3 separate regions of the Ovis aries genome follow, and all the other regions are linked to region 1. The links are chromatin contacts, called in public Hi-C maps. All regions are on one chromosome and are shown on one strand. The core of a region is the stretch at or near the end of the contact, and the rest is flanking DNA. Distances in the headings are between cores, read along the strand shown.

Region 1 (4,965 bases), core at 1,184-3,683:
AATTATACTCTAATTACAGTTTTAAAATATTAAACTGTAATCAAGTACAGATAAAAGGCACTTCCACCTGGAATGACAATGCAATCGGATGAAGGAAATCACATTTCAGTTAGATCCTCAAACCTGATAAGCCTTCCCAGGTAGAGATGGAGAACAGGCATTCTGGGGAAAAAAAGAAAAGGACTCCTTTAATCAAAAACACGGAGGTTTAAAAGAGTGAGGAACATTTGCAAAATGACAAAATTGGCCAAAGAATAAGATTGGTATAAGAAAGAAGCAAGGTCTTAAATAGCAGATCTTGCTTCTTTCTTGTAATAACCCGCTAGACTAGCATTTCTTCTCTTTTTTCCCCCCTCTTTCTTATTTTTTAAATTATGAAACTATGGTAACACATTTACCATAGAGTTGGAAAATACAGAACAAGGTTACATATAGTTCCACTATATATCACAATTATTTTTTAAGTAAATAAATTAAGGTTTTTAGTTGGAGTTTCAATATCAAACTCTCAAAAGTTAATAGAATGAATACACAGAGAAGTAGGAGGATATAGTAGATTTGAAAAGCACTATGAACCAATTCAACATGATTAAGATTCATACAATTTTCACACAATAGTAGGATACAAATTCTGTTCAAGTTCCCATAGACTATAAACTAGGAGATGCTGGAACATAACCAGGGACAAAAAATAAAGTGCAAAAATTTCATGGTCTAAAGATACTAAAATACAGAGTCTGTAATTTTACCACTGTGGAATTATATTAGAAGTCAATATCAGAAGATATTTTCAGATAATCCACATGTTCTCAAGTGCAAGCATCGCTTGACTCTTTAAGGGACTTAAACACTGAAGGACTTTTCAGGGATTTTCCCAAAGGCAAAATTCTTTGCAAGGAATTCGACGTGTTCAAGTCAAAGAGGCTGTGCAGTCTTGTGCGTGCAAAATAAATGGCCCTGATTAGGTCACCTTGTGGAATGTCTCCTGGAACTCCAGTACCTTTTTGCATTGTCCTTGGGTTTTTTTTGTTTTCTGTATTCTACACTTTGCCTTTAAATAAAGAAGCAGGGAAAAAGTCTCACAACTAGACTGAGGGAGTCTAAAGAATTTGGTCTTATTGGAAAACATAGTCAAGTTTTTGTTTTATTTTTGTTTTTTAAGGGAAAAGCACAACGATCACATCTACACTTATCAGTTTCCCTAATGGCTCAGATGGTAAAGAATCTGCCTGCAATGCAGGAAACCCAGGTTCAATCCCTGGGTCGGGAAGATCCCCTGGAGAATGGAACGGCTACCCACTCCAGTACTCTTGCCTGGAAAACCCCATGAACAGAGGAGCCTGGTGGGCTAAGAGTTAGACACGACTGAGTGACTAACACTTCACTCTTTGGGAAGCTGGATGCGCAGGATGCAGAAGAGGAAGACGTCATTGCAGGCTGTAGGGATGTCATTTGAGTGCATGAGACCCCTGTGCCCACCCACCTCTTCATTCCAGCCTTTCACCTAACCTTAACTGTTACAAGCCAGTCATCCCATCACTTGCAGCTCCTCCAACCAAATCCAGCCTCCCGGCTTTGCACCTGGGGCTCCAGCCCCTTGCAAGAGCTTTTCTCTGTCCCCTCACTAGGCTCACCCTGAAAATGAGCCATCTCTCCTCCCAGCAGCACTTCCAGAAGCTTTGTGCGTGAAAGTTGTCAGTTGTCTGCAACTCTGCAATCCCAGAGACCATAGCCTGCCAGGCTCCTCTGTCCATGGACTTCTCCAGGCCAGAATACTGGAGGGGGGAGCTGTCCCCTTCTCCAGGGGATCTTCCCAACCCAGGGATCAAACCCAGAGATTCTTTACCATCTGACCCACCAGGGAACCCAAAAATCATTTTGGACCAGGCAGTGCCAAACCAAGCCCTGGGGAGAGACTGCTCAGTCGTGTCTGACTCTTTGTGAGTGCATGGTCTGTAGCTAACAGGTTCCTCTGTCCATGGAATTTTCCAGGCAAGAATACTGGAGTAGGTTGCCATACCCTTCTCCAGAGGATCTTCCTGACCCAGGAATCAAACCCAGGTCTCCTGCATTGCAGGCAGATTCTTTACTACCTGAGCCACTAGGGAAGATCCTCCAGAAGCTTTGCCATAGAAGAAATCAAAGTCTCCAAGTACAAAATTTGTCTTCAGGATCAAAGAATGTGTGTAGAAACCAAATACGGAAAGTAAGATGCAAACACTTTCAACTGTCAAATCATGTATAGATTCTGAAGAAAAAAAACCACCCTATTAATTTTTAAAATTAATTTTCAAACAATGAAGTTTCATTCCTGGACCTCATCACTTTCAGTAGATCATCTTGGGCCCTGAAAAACCACAGACACTTGTAGTCATGTCCATACTGAAAAACCACCAGGGGTTACCCCAGAAGATAACCACAGCCCAATTTTGCGTTGGTACACAATGTTACACAATATGCTGTCCCTCTTCCTCGCCACACCACCAAGCCACAAGATGCTTCCTGGTTATTGGCAAGAAATTAGAAATCGAGTACTGCGTCATTGGGTCTACTTTTACCGGCCCCAGTTGTGAAATGTTTGAAGAAAGTGAATAAGGGCTAAAGAGAACCATCTGGATGTTTTCCAAGGTTCAAAAGGAAACAGGAAAACTCAAGTAATTCACATCCTTTACACCTTTTAAGCTGAACACACCATTAAGCATTAAGCACAGTCGTCTACAAGTGTAAATATTGGCCGAGGTGACATACATGACAGGCAGTGGCAGGTTAAAAGCACAAATATTTGTAGAAGGGTTTCAGTGCCAGGACCCAACCCTGGCGAAGAGGAATGGAAGCCAGCTGATGGCTCAGCCGTGAGCCGGCAGAGTGAGATGACTGATAAGCCTGGCGTTTCCAGACAAAGGGCAGGAAGGGGACTGCTCATCTGGAAACTCATGGGACAATGGTGCTCACTGGAATATCGATATTTTAAAGCTTTAAAAATTCGGAGGCTCCATCCCTATCTTCACTGGTAGATAGATTTCACTGATTTAAGGAAAGTCCCCCATGTCAGGTTTTTAACACATCATTCTAAGGTGCAGGAAAGTTTAAGAATCACTGAAAAAGCAGGAAGGCAGGGGAGTTAAACCTGTGGGGTGAGTTTAGGGTTGCAATTGCTCTCTAGTGAGAACACATTCTCACCCCAACCCTCTCCCTTCCACCCCACCCACACTCACCCAACAACCACCAGCTGAGTCTGATGTCTCCTGAGTCAGGCCCCTGAAGACTCATCTTTATGCTCTCCAACCCCAGCACTCAATCCGGCACAACTCTAAATCAATCAATCACCAGGTTCTCTCTAGTCTGTATCTAAACTCTCAAATCTGCCTTCTTTCCACCTCCATCGCTGCTGCTGCCTTTTTCTGGGCAGTTGTTGAGTGCCCACAACTCTTTAGGTGCAAGCTATACACACTGCATCGGAGAAGGCAATGGCACCCCACTCCAGTACTCTTGCCTGGAAAATCCCACGGGTGGAGGAGCCTGGTAGGCTGCAGTCCATGGGATCGCTAGGAGTCAGACACGACTGAGCGACTTCACTTTCCCTTTTCACTTTCATGCATTGGAGAAGGAAATGGCAACCCACTCCAGTGTTCTTGCCTGGAGAGTCCCAGGGACGGGGGAGCCTGTGGGCTGCCGTCTATGGGGTCGTATAGAGTCGGACACGACTGAAGCGATTTAGCAGTAACAGCAGCATACGCACTGCATTGGTGGATAAAACAGACAGTCTTTGTCCTGTGCGGCTTATAGCTTAATGGGGTAGAAAGACTATAATCAGGTAAGTGATCAAAATAGTTTAAGAAGAGAAATCTAAGTACTGAGAAGGAAACAGGTAGGGTGCAATGACAGGGTAGGGGAGGCAGAGGAATCTGACTAGACAGGGTGAGCTGGGAGGGGCTTCCACAAGGATCACATATATTCTTTCTAAACCCTCACATCATAAATAACCTTGATCCCATTCCCTTTCACTCCATCTCATACGCAACCACCAGAGTAAATGCTGTAAAAGCCCAGACACTTGAGTAGGTTTTGTAGCCTCTTCACAACCCATCTCCTACCCGCCATGCCAGAACCACATGCCCCCGAGGCTCTAAACCCCTCACGCCACTAGCAGCTACAGGATCACCATGGTCTTTCCTTTTTTAAAAAATAATGTTACTTATGTGTTTTTGACTGTGCTGGGTCCTCACCTGTGCAGGCTTTTCTCTCGATGCAGAGGGGGCTCTCTCTAGTTGCAGTGCACGGGCTTCTCATTGTGTGGCTTCTCTGGTTGTGGAGCGCAGGCTGGAGGGCCCGTGGGCTCAATAGTTGCAGCTCCTGGGCTCTGGACTACAAGCTCAACAGTTGTGGCGCACGGGTTTAGTTGCTCCGCGGCATGTGGGATCTTCCTGGATCAGGGATCAAACCCGTGTCTCCTGCATCGGCAGGCGGATTCTTTACCACTGAGCCACCAGGGAAGCCCACCATGGTCTTTCCAACCCACAGTGTACACCACTGCCCTGCCAAGAATGCCCTTTCCATCCGGCTTGTTCCCATTTGCTTTTGAGAACACGTCTTAGGTCATCTCCTACCAGAAGCCGCACGGGACCCTCCCTGGTTTGAGGGGGCTTCCATTTTTCTGGGGTTCCAGGGCACTCCATGTTTACATGAAGCACAGCACTCTTCACTGTGTGATGTGACTGAAGTGTTCCTGGTCTGCTCCTTCTCTGACTTGGAGTATCTTCAGGACAGAGACTGTATCTCGTTCCTGTTTCCTGTGCCTGGCACAGTACTTGGCAATTTAAGACACAGTCAATTTGAACGTATGCACGGAACACCCTTTGTATGCTTTTGTATGCTTTTGGCCTCTTTTTTTTCCTGCTAGGTCTCAACAGGATAAAGGATGACCAGTTGTCCTAGTTTGCTTATTAGCACCGAAGCCAGAAGTTG
Region 2 (4,965 bases), core at 1,111-3,610, 410 kb after region 1:
ATAGCCTCGATTAGCAGGAAGCTTCCTAAGCTGACTTTGTATCAGTATGACCAAGTGTGTGTGCTGTGTGTGCTGAGTCGCTCAGTCATGTCCAGCTCTTTGTGACCTCATGGACTGTAGCCCACCAGGCTCCTCTGCCCATGGAATTCTCCAGGCAAGAATATTGGAGTGGGTCGACATTCCCTTCTCCAGGGGATCTTCCTAACCCAGGGGTCAAAATCATGTGTCCTGTATTGCAGGCAGATTCTGTACTGTCTGAGCCACCAGGGAAGCCCCATATCTCTTGGCATTTGCCTCAAATGCAATTGACTAAATGTTAACTGCTCTTCAGACCCGGTATGCTAAGATTTGGAGACAACTAGGTACTAATGGCACCCCACTCCAGTACTCTTGCCTGGAAAATCCTATGGACAGAGGAGCCTGGAAGGCTGCAGTCCATGGAGTCGCTAAGAGTTGGATACGACTCAGCGACTTCACTTTCACTTTTCACTTTCATGCATTGGAGAAGGAAATGGCAACCCACTCCAGTGTTCTTGCCTGGAGAATCCCAGGGACGGGGGAGCCTGGTGGGCTGCCTTTTATGGAGTTGCACAGAGTCGGACACGACTGAAGTGACTTGGCAGTAGCAGGTATTAAAAGGGACTTCCCTGGCAGCTCAAATGGTAAAGAATCTGCCTGCAATGCAGGAGACCCCGGTTCAATCCGTGCATCGGGAAGATCACCTGGAGAAGAGAATGGCTACCCACGTCTGCATTCTTGCCCGGAGAATCCCACAGACAGCGGAGCCTGGTGAGCTACAGTCCATGGGATCGCAGAGTCAGACATGACTGAGCGACTAACACTTTCACATTTTCACATTCAAAGCTGTGTAGCAAAACGCAGCTGCTGTTAAATTTTCAGAGGGGGAAGATGTATAACATCATGTCCCTGGTATCACATATGACTTCTTTCTTTTGTTGACCCTTGTACTTAAAGAAGTTCTCAGAAGTTCTGGAAACAAGAGACTGAAAATTTAATTTCATTGAGAACAAGAGAGATTTTACAAGCTTGTAGCTTATAGATCAAGACAGCTCTTCAAAAACCTAAAGAAGGAGATTCCCATGCAGGATCCTGAGATGAAAACCACTATTTCTCTTATTTGCAGGCCTCATTTTGGGCTTCGGAAATGCTGGCTTTAAATAGATATCTTTCCCCTACACTAGGCACTTGCTCAGACAGTTTGTTGACGTGTAATTATGAATTCATAACTGAAGCCTTATATATATAATGTTCCCTAACACACCTGATTCGTTAGCAATAATCACAATATCTCATACTTTACTACTATTTGTTCTAACATTTTTTATCTAGTTCTCTGAAACCAAAGTCATGCTGTTTCTTTCCGATATTAGCCAGAGGACACCCTTACACTTTCTCTAGTTTCTCAGTTCTGCTATCATCCTGAAATCTCTTATTAGTTTAATATCTTAAGAGCCCACTCATTTTGGATCCCTTTTGTCATGCTTTATTTTGCCTCGGTTTTTAATACTTCCCACCTTTCTTTCATTTAGATGTTATATACAAGCAAAATAGGTTTCAGGGGAAAAGAGTCATTAGTTAAATAAAGGAAATATAAACCTCTGTGCTTACTACAGTTTGCATTTCATAAATGCAGAAACAACTGTTACCTTTAATCAAATGCCATAGTTTTGGCTTTTTTGTGTGAAATTTATTTGGGGTAAATATCAGGATCAATAAACCCAAGAGAACTTATATTTTATGACTTTTTGGAAATAACATTATCTTTCAGCAAAGTTTACTAATTTTATTCACAATGTTTGCATCTCATTTGTTTTGCCATGAAGATAAAGTGATCGGATACTTTATCCAAATCGCTAAACTTACCATGTTATAAAGCATTCTGCAATGACGACTGAATTATAAAAACGTGTCCAAATTAAGAAAAAGATGTCCCAAAAGATATTAACAGTATAACAATGCTACACAGTAGGCTATAAATTAAAAATCAATTTTAAAATAGCTTTAAAATTTACATTTTTCTACATGTTAACAATTATTATTTCCCTGATAATATAATTAAAGTAATAACAAAGGATAAAAAAATCTGATAAGCTTTCTTCACATAAAAAATACGTTAACTGTTTAGTCTTCCACAGTTCTTAGATGTCTGAACTCGTTTCGAGTGATTAAAACAAAACAGTCATGTCTTACCTTATAAAGTTTATCAACCAGGAATTAGAGACTGGTTAAGCAAGTGCCAACAGCAAGGACCATTGCTGAGGATGGAGCTGACTATTTGATATTGTTCTGTTCGGTGGGAAATAAGAATTGTCTTTCCCTTTAGATCTTTTGTAATTCTTTACTCATGTTTTTTAGACTAAATTAAAGCAAGAGTGGCTAGGCACTTAGCCAGGGTGCAAGATCTGGGTGGGATCAGTGAGTAATTTAAAGGAGCAGTGCCTTTCATAATAAGTCTGTGTTTTCCAGGCTGTTGTGAAAATAACCTGGGCAGATTTTCTACAGTTTAGACATTTATTGACAGCCTGCCTTTGTCTGTCAGGCCATGTCCTCTTTCTGGTCCTTTGCCCGGGAGTTGCTCGGTAAGATACTGTTGCTGAAGAGCTCTGTGAAGGAGGATAAATCATACCAGCTTGAGTGTGCATGCTAAGTCATGTCAATCGTGTCTGACTCATTGTGACCCCGTGGACTGTAGCCCACCATGCTCCTCTGTCCATGGGATTTCCAGGCAAGAGCACTGAAGTGGGTTCCCACTTACTTCTCCAGGGGATCTTCCCAATCCAGGGGTCAAACCTGCATCTCCTGCGTTGCAGGGGGATTTTAGTGACTATAATTATAGAGTTAGGATTCCAAAGAAAATAAGGTCTTGTTGTTGATGTTTAGTCATTAAGTTGTCCCAAATGTTTGTGACCCCATGGACTGTAGCCCGCCAAGCTCCTCTGTCCATGGGATTTCCCAGGCAAGAATACTGCAGTGAGTTTCCATTTCTTTGTCCAGGGGATCTTCCCAACCCAGACTCAGATGGAAATCTGGCTTTTCAACAGAGGCAATGGGTTGATAATTATTGAAGATAGGTGATGAGCATAAAAATTTGTGATTCTAGTCTTTCTACATTTGTGATTTTTTAAAAGTTTCATAATCAAATATATAGACTATTATATAGAATTTAGTCCTGGTTCTGTCTCTCACATGGGGACCTCAGTTTCCTACTTATGAAGTGAAGGAGGGAATTTGATTATTTATCAAGATTCTGTTAAACTGTAACATGACGAGGAGAGTTACATGACAAGGTCAATATTCTGAGGTCTCTGTCCAGGAAAGATGATTACTGTAGTCATTCCATTCTCCTTTTGTCCTATTTTCTACCTGTGGTTACAGCCTATATTATTAATAAATCAATATTTGTCACTGCAAAACATATTGCCAAGAAGCCGCTCGACCCCTACACAATTTATAGCAGGTTTCTCTACAGACTCCCTCAAGGATCAGAAGAGCGAGATGGTCAGAGAAAGCAGTAGAAGTGTTCATGTTATAATTTAGAATCAGCTTTCTTAGGAAGACATTTTAGCATTTATATCTCCGCTTATAGTGACAGTAATAGCTTCCATTCCATGAACTCTTTACCAGGTGGCCAGGCACTGGGCTAAGTGCTTCACACACATTATGGGATTTAACCCTCCAAAAGCAAATCATCTGCTGATTGTTAGGACTGCAGGGGTTTGTGTTTTGCAGAGAAAGGGTGTTGAGAAAGAGAGGAGCTCACTGATTTGCCCATGGTCTTGCTAATGCTAGAGAATACCAGAATAAGATCTTAACTCAGATCACTCTGATCCCTGAGGCTGCGCCATTAAGTTTGACATCCATGTGAAATGTGAACATTTTCTTTGCCTCCTCACCATGTAGCAGGTTTTGAGCAGCTAAGGAAGTTTTGTGGGACTCTGGTAATAGAAAAAAGGAAATAATGGATATATCACAGACGTAACAGCGGAATGATCTAGGAAGCAACCACATATGTGTCTTAAATAGCCTGTAGCTGTTAGCCGCATGTTTCACTTTTGTGAGATGAGAGTCATGGATCAAGGAAGTGGCAGTTCTTCAGAAGATCAGCTCTTTTTCTTAGGGTAGGCTAACAACCTGCAGAAAAATAATACCTCAAGGCTGCAAACAGGTGACTCCTGAGGTGAAAGATGGGACTAAAGACCTCCTGCTTTATAACTCTTCTGATTGAAATAAGTGAGGGGTCAGAACCCTGCCTACTCATTCATTGCGGTACTCATCTGTACCCCAGAGGCAGATGTGCTTAGTCACTCAGTCATGTCCAACTCTTTGTGACCCCATGGACTCTATCCCACCAGGTTCCTTCATCTATGAGGTTCTCCAGGGAAGACTATTAGAGTGGGCAGCCATTCCCTTCTCCAGGGGATCTTCCCAACCCAGGGATCAAACCTGGATCTCCTACATTGCAGGCAAATTCTTTACCATCTGAGCCACCAGAAAAGCCCACCTCAAAGGCAGATAGGGTACCTCAAACCTAATATTTCCTGCCTTTCACTCTCAAGTGTGGAAATCGCCGCTAAGTTGACTGGGTAGATGACTCAAAAAAAAAATCTTGTGTTCTGTTCATTTACATAAAGCAATTCGATTTGTAACCAGAAGAACAATGCACAAAGGTACATTAATAAAGCAATCTTAACCCTAAAGGAGGGTCTTGAATTGGTACACACACAGACCAAATAAAGGAGCAGATAACAGTGATGACTAGAACAAGGCAACTTGGAGTCCACGCCTTTCTGACTGTTGGTCTGCAGCAGCCTTCATACAGAACGATAACGCACTATTTTTGCTATCACTGCTGCAGGTGGCCTAAGTAAACACCCCATAAATACTTGTTGAATGAAGGATAATTAGAAGTAGTTTTCAAATGTTCATCAATCACTTGAGAATCAT
Region 3 (4,965 bases), core at 1,412-3,911, 330 kb after region 1:
CGGCAGATTCTTTACCATGAGGCTGTCCAATATTTATGACATAAGTGACTAAACCACCGTTTTCAAACCTAAACATGCATAAAAATCACCTGGAGATTTCTGGGCCCCCCATCCAGAGTTTCTTATTTACTAGGTCTGTAGTAGAGCCCAATAATTTACATTCTGACACATTCCCAGCGGACGCTGACACTGCTGTTCCAGGGACTGTGCCCTGAGAACCACTGGCCTATACCGAGGTCATCAGCAGTGCAGACACTCCACTAAAAAGAAGAGAGACTTATAGAATCCACAGACATGCAGACAACTCCCTAGTACCCGTACTAATGGAGGGCAGTGTTGGCAGCTAATTTAAAAAACCGTTGAATATCCAGATATCACTTACCATGTCATTATCATCTGCCAGTAGCATCGAAATCTACCCCAACTGTTTGTGTTCTCCTCTTCAGGACCATGTTTAACTTACTGACCTAAATGATCCCAGAAACCAACAGCAGTATGTGTGTGTTTAGTCACTCAGTCATGTCTGACTCTTTGCGACCTCATGGACTATATAGCCAGGCTCCTCCGTCCATGCAGATTCTCCAGGCCAGGATCCTGGAGTGGGTTACCATGCCCTCCTCCAGGGGATCTTCCCAACCCAGGGATCAAACCCAGGTCTCCCACATTGCAGGCGGATTCTTGACCATCTTAGCCACCAGGGAAGCCCAGATCCACCTAAATGTAGTAAAGTGCCAGCACCGCACACTGACTACTTTGATATATAACTTATTCCTACCTACCACTCTTCTGCAAGCCCCATATCCCCTCGACGCCAGAAATCCAGTTCGCGCACATTTTCCTTGCTCTGCTGGTGTATTTGACACCACCCATTGCTTTCTCCTTGAAGCCCTTTCTCCTTGGTTCCTCTAACATGGTACTCTGTATTCAGCCTGTCTTCCTGCTGTACGGAATGCTCTCTCTCTCCAGCTGCTGTAAAATGCAGGACTCCAACCTTAGCTCTCTTTCTCAGAGCTGTCTTTCATCCCCACAGCTTCAATTATTAACTCAGAGGGGCTATTTTCCAAAAGGATATTCAGGGAAACATTAGTTCTCCTGAATGTTAATAGGCAATCATCTCTAAAAGTACTTTTTGCCTGATGTTAAAAAGGAATTCTCTGTACATGTTTCTACTCCCTGCTGCCCACCGTGCCCCCCCACCACCCCCCTGCAAAAAAAAAAAAACCAACCAGATCTCATAGTCTGGTTAGTCAGTTTTAAATTTTAAACATTTAAAATGTTTTAAATGCTACAAATACATTTATATTTCAACTTCTCACATTTAAGGCTGATGACTCAATTTTAGCCAATGTTTTTTATAATACATAGACATGTAAGCTATCAATTACTATTTTAATAGAATTAAAAATAGAACACTAGTAAGTATATGGATTTTATTTTTACTTTGCTCATATATAATTCTTCAGAATATTTATATAGGCATTGATGACTGCACCTAAGAACTGTAGTAATATCTGACACCTTAGAGGTTGTAGGTTATGGTCTTATTGATGAATTTGGGTATTTTCCTCTTGACATATAAATATATTATTCAACAAGCGTTTCTAAAATGTGTTGAATAAATCTATGCCATGTTGTAAAAGTGCCACTTCATAAGGCTATATTTCTTACTACTCTATGAGATTGTATAAATATTTGAAAAAAAATTATGGACTTTGATGTCTCAGGATGTATCTCAAGTCTTCTTTTCCCTCACTGTGTATTTGTTTTTTAAATGTCAACTTGGCTGTTTATTAAGAAAACATGTGTTGAACTCTTCCTATAAGCTTGGTTTTGTGACAGATGTTAGGAAAATGGAAATAAATAATACATGCTTGCTGTCTACCAAAGCTCAAAAGCTAGAGTCCATAATTTTAAGCTAGAAGTAAACATCTTTGACATAGCAAGAGTAACATCAAGTTTCTTCTAAGTTGGCTTCTTATTATCAAGACCAGAACTCAGCAGTCTGCTTCCCTTGCCCTACCACTGTGGATTCCATACCTTGAGGCCAGGCTGTCCTTTCCCAGGTGGTCCTTCAGGGCCTCTTGCCCCCGGAAGCCCTGCTTCTCCCTAGAGAAAATGACACCAAGGTCTTAGTTGACCCTGCATAGCCAATACGAATACACCCACCTTGTCTCATCTTACAGCCAACAGAGTCTCTGCTTGGATCCTCCAGTACAGAAAAGACCTTCACTCTAGTCTCAAAATTCATTTGGAAGTTCACCAACATGAATAAATTAATATCAAACTTCAGTTTAGCTCAGAGCAGCTGAAATATCGTGAAAAAGCCCAATTTCCCAGCCAGTTGCCAAAGCAATAAGCTCACTTTCTTTTGGCTCTTCATTCACATTTGGTGGTTTGTTTTTTGAAAAAACAAGAAAGACCTTCAGCCTTACCATCTGCTGTTTTTCTCTACTTATATTGAAAAATGAGTATTTCAAATGTCAACTCAAAATATTTCAGGAAATCTTTATAATGGCCTTACTTCCTGAATACATTTACAGACTTTTCCTTTTTGGAGGGGAGGAAGAAAGCCTTTTTCTCAAAGTTTAAACAACAGTGCTTTCTAGGAATCCCAAAGGGAGTAGGTCACTGGAACACTGTGGCCAAAACACCAGAGAGAAGGCAGAGTTCGTAAGATACTTGGACTTTGAATTGGTGCTCTTTATCCGGACTAAGTGAAAAAGGAAATTTAGAGTTGTGGGATTTTATTTTCTTAAACAGACTAAGTTTGTCTTGAATGGTTTCATTTGAGCTCTTGCAGGACCAAGATATATGTGGTTTAATAGTTTTATTCCAATAATATGGAAAACAGTGTTACCTTCTTCCCTGCAGCTCCGTCTTCTCCTGGTACTCCTGGCTGTCCTGGGAGGCCTATTGAGCCTGGCTCCCCCTGGTGGATGAGGAGAAATTTTTATTTCCCAGAAGCTCACATTTATCCTGAACTTCACTTTAAGGTACTTCAGTGGGATGCATCTTATTATAATATCTGAGAAAAGTCTAGGAGCAGGGAAATCTGAATAGTAATTAACAGTCATTAAGCTGCTTGACCTTGGGCGAGTTACTTAACATCTCTGGATCTCAGTTTTGGATTATGTTGTTTATTATCGGTTGAACTGTGACCAGCTCCCTCCCACAAAAGATGTGTTGAAGTCCTAAACCTTGGCACCAGTGAATGAACCTTATTTGGTAACAAAGTTGAGATGAAGTCATTGTTGTGGGTCCTAATCCAGTGTGACTGGTGTCCTTATAAGAGGAAAATATAATGTGAAGACAGACACGTAGGGAGAACCCCATGAGGCAAGAGAACCAAGATTAGAGTAACGTGGCTACAAGCCAAGGAATGCCAGGGATTGGCCACCACCGGAAGCTAAGAGGCAGAGGAAAACTGTCCCTGATAGGTTTTGGAGGAAGTGTGGCCCTGCAGACACCTTGATTTTTTACTTTTAGCCTTTAGAACTGTGAGAAAATAAATTTCTGTTATGTTAAGCCACAGAGTTTGCGGTAATTTGTGACAGCAACCCTAAAAAAACTAATATAAAAATGAGATAGAACAATTGGGACCTAAACATTGCTTCCAATTGTAAAATTCCAGTATTATACCCTCTTTGAAGTCAATTTGTAATTTAAGTCCTTTAAAATGTTCCGAGAAAACGCACGCTATTAGCAAGCAGTATAACGCTGTCCTTTGTTGTTGTTTAGTCGTGTCTGACTCTTTTGCAACTGGAGTTTATGTATGTGCTAATCACTCAGTCGTGTTCTGTTCTTAGCGACCCCGTGGACTTTAGCCCACCAGGCTCCTCTGTCCATGGGATTCTCCAGGCAAGAACATTGGAGTGGGTTGCCATTTCCTCCTCCAGGGAAATGTGTCCTTACTGCATTTATTAACAGCAAAAAATATTGAAAAAATGGAAAATCATTTCAACTAAACTCAACTTTAAAAACTAGTGACAAAAGCACAGTGAACCTAAAAGTAAGTAGTAGTGATAGTAGTATTAGTCGCTCAGTCATCTCCAGCTCTTTGCAACTCCTTGTAGCCTACCAGGCCCGTCTGCCATGGAGTTCTTCAGGCAAGGATACTGAAGTGGGTGGCCATTTCCTTCTCCGAAAGTAAATAGTAGGATATAATAAAAATGAGAGAAAATCATAAACTTGCTAGCAAAAATCAAGAATAACAAAATTAAAAGGTAATAAAAACTTAAAAATACTAAGAAAATAAATAAACATCTAACTGTAATGATAAATATTTATAAAATAAAAGGCATTAAAAAAACTGTATTAGGAATGAAAGGTAAATCTATATACATAGTAAAAATTTTTGATTATAGACAATTTCTGTGATAATCTCAAACAAATATATTGGAAACATTAATACATGGATAATCTTCAAGAAAAATATAAATTACATAAATGACATAAGAAGGAATGGAAAAGTAATTAAACCAATGCAATTAAATAAATTCAGGCAGTAACTGCAAGTCTGGAACTTCCTCTCCCTCCAGGATCACAGGCTTAGTTGACTTTCCAGTCAAACCTTAACAAATTTTTAAACATCTGAACAACAGATACCCCCTCTCTTGTTTCTAAAACATAGAAAAAGAGGGAACTCTATCCAATTTATTTTATGAGGCTAGTAAAACTTTGATTTTAAAAACCATACAAGTTAAAAAAAACTAAATTATAGACCCTACCTAAGAAAAAGATTCCAACTCAAAGTTCTCACGTTAAAGGAAGAATGTGTGTGTGTGTATGTGTGTGTGTGTGTGTGTGTTTTAGTTGCTCAGTCATGTCCATCTGTTTGTGACCCCATGGATGGTAGCCTCCCAGGCTCCTCTGTCCATGGATTCTCCAGGCAAGAACACTGGAGTGGGTTGCCATTCTCTTCTCCAGGGAATCTTTCCGACTCAGGGGTTGAACCCAGGTCTCCTG

Evidence for each region. Hi-C and Micro-C count contacts between places; a contact is called where the count stands out from the background.
Region 2: a contact with region 1 is called in a Hi-C map of liver, with 4 times the contacts expected there. The contact joins the promoter of COL28A1 here to the enhancer-like site in region 1. A contact is called at or near these places in 7 of 16 Hi-C or Micro-C datasets (blood, hypothalamus, liver and 2 more).
Region 3: a Hi-C map of liver shows a contact between it and region 1, with 7 times the contacts expected there. The contact joins two enhancer-like sites. A contact is called at or near these places in 6 of 16 Hi-C or Micro-C datasets (blood, hypothalamus, liver and 2 more).

Annotation. Positions count from the first base shown.
Region 1 is chr4:15,956,073-15,961,037 of ARS-UI_Ramb_v3.0, forward strand. All of the region lies in intron 2 of ASNS (asparagine synthetase (glutamine-hydrolyzing)), which reads right to left. Among named protein-coding and RNA genes, the nearest start is that of ASNS, 62 kb to the right of the region's middle. Within about 2 kb of position 2,434, at least 7 of the 54 cell types and tissues checked have an H3K27ac peak or open chromatin away from gene starts, as enhancers often do. A contact at or near this core is called in liver, where this site is marked.
Region 2 is chr4:16,367,657-16,372,621 of ARS-UI_Ramb_v3.0, forward strand. COL28A1 (collagen type XXVIII alpha 1 chain) reads right to left here and starts at 2,361. Exons shown (of 34, transcript XM_042248398.2): 1 at 2,212-2,361.
Region 3 is chr4:16,287,125-16,292,089 of ARS-UI_Ramb_v3.0, forward strand. It overlaps COL28A1 (collagen type XXVIII alpha 1 chain), which reads right to left. Exons shown (of 34, transcript XM_042248398.2): 19 at 2,858-2,929; 20 at 2,038-2,106. Among named protein-coding and RNA genes, the nearest start is that of TRNAC-GCA, 56 kb to the left of the region's middle. Within about 2 kb of position 2,662, at least 2 of the 54 cell types and tissues checked have an H3K27ac peak or open chromatin away from gene starts, as enhancers often do. A contact at or near this core is called in liver, where this site is marked.